Linked DNA regions of Mus musculus: region 2 is linked to region 1. A link is a contact called in public HiChIP or PLAC-seq data. All regions are on one chromosome and are shown on one strand. Each heading gives the region's core, a stretch centred on a gene start, on an enhancer-like site or on the middle of the called end of the contact. The rest is flanking DNA. Distances are from core to core; before and after follow the strand shown. Region 1 holds the start of Slc22a4 (solute carrier family 22 (organic cation transporter), member 4). Region 2 holds the start of Lyrm7 (LYR motif containing 7).

Region 1 (2,615 bases), core at 74-2,573:
AGGCAGAGCTAGCTCTGTGAGTCAAGACCAGCCAGGTCTACATAGCAAGTTCCAGGACAGCCAGGGCTACATCCGAAGACCCTGTCTCAAACGAACAAAAGTAAAAAGCTAGTGTCCTGGCATACTAGGAGATGCGGCTTAAATGACAGGAAAAGAAATGTAAGTTACTGGTGGGAAGTCAGCCTAACAGTAGGACTCATGGGGGAAACTAACAAAAACAAAGAAAAAAGCAGAAGTCTCCTTCAGTTCCTTGCCAGAGTCTGATGAGACAACCCGGTTTGTGCAAAGTGTTGGGCTACTCAGCCTTACAGTCTCTCCAGGCCTGTGGATCCCAGGCTAGGGGAGCCCAGCTCTAGCTTGGGCTAGCTTGTACACTGTGCCCAGGACCTTAGATGTGAATACTGAGCAGAGAGAGAAAAAAGGCAATCCCGCTTTTGGTTACCCTGCCAGTTCTGAGGGCCAAATCTCACCAGTTTGTCCTCTCTCTGTCCCTTCCTCCCTCTGTTCCTAGACTAGAATGGGCCTTTCTGCAAATAGCCTTTCAGTCCAAGAAGGCTTTGGCACCGTGCCGCAATAAAGGACTCCGGGTGCCCCGAGAGTGCAAAAGGACAAACACCGAGCCCAGGCGTGGTGACTCCTCTATGCTCCCTCAGTGGGCCGACTTCCCTCTGGTGTCTCTATAAAGGCCACAGGGAATCTTTCGAAAGGACACTAGAACGACTCAGGGGCCCGTGATCCAGCCCTTCTAATCCAGGGCGCGCCTCTGACTCAGCATGACCTCGCACATCCTTTTCTGGCTCCAGGTCCACAGTCGCCTCTTTGCAAGGTGAGGATCCTGCTTTTCCAAGGACGCTTCTCGGGCCGCCGCCGTCCCGTGATGGACTACGGCCATGCTAAGGTTCATAAGTGAGTTCCCACGCTGGTGTGTGTGAAGAGGTGGCGCTCCTGTCCCCCACACAGGTCTCTTGGGAGCGCAGACTTGATTAACTGACCGGTCCGCCTGCTCATAATCCAGGCTGGGATTGTGGAGCAACGAACTCCTGCTCCGGGCTAGGCCTGGCTTTCGGGACGCTCCTCCCTGTCGCTCTCCCTCCCACGTGGGGCCGAGAAAGCCGGAGCTCCTAGCTGCACGCGCGTTGTCCGGCCGATTCCGGGCGGGAGGCCTGCGTGGAAGGCCGCTGGGTGCAAGGAACGGAGCAGGAGGCTGAGCCGGCCCGAGAGCTCCGCCCAGATCGGTGGAGTGCAGTGGCCTTTCGCTGCCTAGCCGCACGGGGGTGTGGTCCAGAGGACTCGGCTTCCCGGCGCTCCGCGCCAACCCCTGGGAGTTTTGCAGCACCCACGGCGTGTTTGCACGCAGCCACCTAGGAAGATCCCCTCAGCGCGCCGCAATCGCTGAATCCTTTCTCTCCACCCACCTCCCTCACGCAAGCTGAGGAGGAGAGGTGGAAACATGCGGGACTACGACGAGGTGATCGCCTTCCTGGGCGAGTGGGGGCCCTTCCAGCGCCTCATCTTCTTTCTGCTCAGCGCCAGCATCATCCCCAATGGCTTCAATGGTATGTCAGTCGTGTTCCTGGCGGGGACCCCCGAGCACCGTTGCCTGGTTCCTGACACTGTGAACCTGAGCAGCTCCTGGCGCAACCACAGCATCCCCTTGGAGACGAAGGACGGACGACAGGTGCCTCAGAGCTGCCGCCGCTACCGACTGGCCACCATCGCCAACTTCTCTGCGATGGGGCTGGAGCCAGGACAGGACGTGGATCTGGAGCAGCTGGAGCAGGAGAGCTGCCTGGATGGCTGGGAGTACGACAAGGACATCTTCCTGTCCACCATCGTGACAGAGGTAGGTGGTAGTGCTGGAGCTGGACATTGGGAATGGAGACTCCGTTGCATCCGTGCCCCCAACAGCCCCTGACAGTGCCTGGGTCAGTGTCACCTACTGTCTCAAAACTTCCAGGCACAGAGTGGGGTTGTGAGTGTATTCTCAGCGCACACTCAGAGCTGATGAATTTCTGTGTGGCATGGAGGGGATGAAAAAAAGAGAGTGTTGTCATCAACTGCCTTTTCCTTTCTGAGTTTCACAACAGAGTTTCCCAAGAGCCCTGGTGCTTCCCTGGGCAGGCCAAACCAGACTGTCTTGATTTATAGTCATAGCTATTTCCTTGCTACAGAGAATGGCTACAGTGGTCTGTTGATGGACACAAGGAAGGGTCTTGAGACAGAAGGGCCTCTATGTCGAGGCCCCCACTTTCTCGAAAAAGAGGCAGCAGCCCCTTCCTTGACACTGGTTGGATGTAAGGAGTCAAAACTAGAACCTGGCCTTTGGACACTCAAGGAAAGACCCGTACTTCTGAGGGAAGTGTAAGCTGGTGATCAAGGCTCCAGCTGAGCCCACTGCCTTACCTCTAAGTGATCAGGGAATAGGTTCCCCAAGTCACCAGAGTCTGAATGTGGACCTACTACTCCCTCTTAGTTTCCTGCTGCGTATTTGCTGAGGACCAGGTCATAACAGATAAGACAAGCACTGTTTCTGGCAAGAGCATCACCCAGAACTGATTACCTGCTGTTGGTCAAGCTGGTAGAAAATCTGCCTTCCCACCATTGCTGCTTCTGGT
Region 2 (2,615 bases), core at 83-2,582, 830 kb before region 1:
AATCTCAGGTCCTCTGGAAAGAACAGCAGTGTTCTTAGGCTTTGGGCCAGCTCTCCAGCCATCAATAACAATTTTTAAAAGTTGACAATTATCTTTGTGTTCTTATATAAGACTCCCTAGGCATGGTATTTCACATTTGTAATCCCAGCCTTGGGGAGGTAGAGATGGGAAGATCTCTGAGACCAGGACAGCCAGTCTAGCCTAACCAGTGAGTTCTGGGCCAATTCTAGGTTTTGAACAAGGTAGAAAGCATTCCTGAGGACGAGTACAGGTTTGGTGGTGACAACTTTTATTCCAGCACTCCAGAGGCAGCAGATCTCAAAGTTTGAGGCCAGCCTGATCTATATAACAAGTTCCACACCAGACAGGGTTACTGTGACACCCTGTCTCAAAAGCAGAATTTTTTTTTCCTTTTTGTTTTTTGATTGACACAGAGTCTCATATAGTCTAGACCAGGGCTGTCCTTGAATTCTTGATGCTCCTGACTTTACCTTCCAAATACTGGGTTTTCAAGTATATCCCACCACACTCAGCTTAATCAAAGATTAAGAATCTTTGATTCTTAATAAACAGTCAGTTTTACCTAAAAGTAGCCTAAAATGTTACAGGAATGTTGAACGCAAATGATTGCGGAACAGGAGCAAGGTGGAAATTTTTATCCATGCCTGCAAGTACTAAGTTAAAATGTATATAAATGTTTTATGGTTATTACTATGAAGCTTCTAATAAATTATTTCCTACCTCAGCAAAACCAAAGAACGGGGCAAGATAAGTAGGGCAATAATGCAGAAGGTGAGGAGGCTCTGGGATCAAGGGTGTGAACTTGAGCAGGCAACTCAACCGCACCTTTGGGGGGAATAATTAAGAGAATGTACAAACAGAACGTTCTGGAGTCAGCGTTCTGATATGTATGGGCTGTGGTTGTTAGGACTTAGCTTTTGTTTGCTTACGTTCCCAAGGAGACAGTCACAGCCCGGAAACCTTATAATATAGACACTTAAGAGACGCCCACGCCCTTAAACAAGAGATAAAAAACGAGCAGGTTCCGAGGCCACCCAGTAACAAACAGTGTGCGCGAGCGGCACGCTAGGCGCGGCGGAGTGAAGTCTGCCCCTAACAAACATGGCTTCTCAGCTACTTCCGTCCTCCTGTCCGTAATTTGGCACCGCGGCTTCTCGCGTTTTTATACTTAGCTCTGCTTAGCAAACGCCTGAACTTCCTCCTGCGGGGAAGGCGGGCTAGGAAGGACATGTTGCATTCTGATTGGTTGCTATGCGGAGCGTCGCCAGCTGTGCCCCGGCCCTGATTGGTTGCCAAGAGGGGGCGCCCTCAGAGGCGGAGTCAGCGGCGTGGGGAGCCATGGGTCAGCCCGCCAAGGTGACAGGGCCGGGAGGAGGGTGCAGGGATGCTGAGGCTCAAGACCCCGGCAAGGGAGGGAGGCGACCCCGAGGGGGGCTGAGAGTGTAAGAGGGTGACAACCTTCAGGGGCAATGAGTGGTAGAGGGTGACAATTTTGAGGGCAGTGAGGAGAGACGACCCTATGGACCGTGAATGGAGGAGGTTGATAGCCATGTGGAAGAGTGAATGATGAGGGAGACAACCTGGAGGGGCTGCAGTGGAGAAGGGGGGGACAGTGAGTGAGGAGGGAGTGGATCTCGAGGGGCGCGGAGCGGAGGAGGGTGACAGCCACACGAGACAATGAATGAGGAGGATGGCTGATCCATGAAAGGTAGTGAATAGAGGAGACTGATGACCATAAACCGACCACCTATGCCTTAATAAAGAAGTTCCATAGTAGGAAGACTATAAACAACTAATAAAATCGTAAGAAGTGCTTCAAATTAATAAACAGCATGTTTTGTGAACCTATAAATAGGATTTAACTTACCTAGAGGAATACAGAAATCTCTAGTGGGCGAGAGGCAGCATTGCTGAGCCTACTTGTTGATGGCAAGCCCAGGCAACATAGATCTTGTCTCGAAATTTAAGAATCACGGGGACTTATAGGCAGACACCTGAAGTTTGATTAAGAATTAGGAGGGGCTGGCCTCAGACTTGTAGCTCACACCGGCGGCCAATTCTCAGCAATCTTCATGCTAAGTGCTGGGAATCTGACTCCCGAGCCACTACGCCCAGCTACTTTTTGCGTTTGAAAAGAAGTTTCTTAGTAGGGCTGAGGTTGTATTTAACTTTTAAGTTGGAGCCCTTAGCATTTTCAAGGCATTGGCTTCCATGCCCAACAGTGCATAAATAATAAGTAAAAAGATATGATTAGCTACAATGTAATGCCGGTTCTAGTAGATTTGTGGTAATGAAGATCACATTTTCTTTTAAAATAACTTTTTCAACTATTTTATTTGCAAGGCATGTATGTCTGTGCACCATGTGCATGTCTGGTACTCACAGAGGCCAGAAGAGGGTGTCAGATTCCTTGGAACCGAAGTTACAGGAGGTTGTCAGCTGCAGTATGGCTGATGGGAAGAGCCTGGTTCCTTTGTGAGAGCAGCCAGTGCTTTAACCTCAGAGCCATCTCTCCAGCCCCCATTTTCTTTTTATTAGGATAATGGTCTTAAGCTAGTGGTGCTGTTTTTATATTAATGGACACCCCCACTCCC

What was found. HiChIP or PLAC-seq counts read pairs in DNA pulled down with a chosen protein or histone mark.
Region 2: a contact with region 1 is called in an H3K4me3 HiChIP or PLAC-seq map of bone marrow-derived macrophages, with 7 times the contacts expected there. The contact joins the promoter of Lyrm7 here to the promoter of Slc22a4 in region 1. A contact is called at or near these places in 4 of 39 promoter capture datasets (3T3-L1-derived adipocytes, the HPC-7 cell line, cranial neural crest and 1 more) and 7 of 115 datasets of contacts at active chromatin or transcription factors (T-cell acute lymphoblastic leukemia, astrocytes, bone marrow-derived dendritic cells and 4 more).

The regions. Positions count from the first base shown.
Region 1 is chr11:54,026,812-54,029,426 of GRCm38.p6, reverse strand. Slc22a4 (solute carrier family 22 (organic cation transporter), member 4) reads left to right here and starts at 1,323. Exons shown (of 10, transcript NM_019687.4): 1 at 1,323-1,843. The coding sequence starts at 1,451.
Region 2 is chr11:54,859,314-54,861,928 of GRCm38.p6, reverse strand. It overlaps Lyrm7 (LYR motif containing 7), which reads left to right and starts at 1,332. Exons shown (of 5, transcript NM_029327.5): 1 at 1,332-1,377. The coding sequence starts at 1,360. Gm31490 (a long non-coding RNA gene) reads right to left here and starts at 2,115. Exons shown (of 3, transcript XR_879859.2): 1 at 1,889-2,115; 2 at 1-13.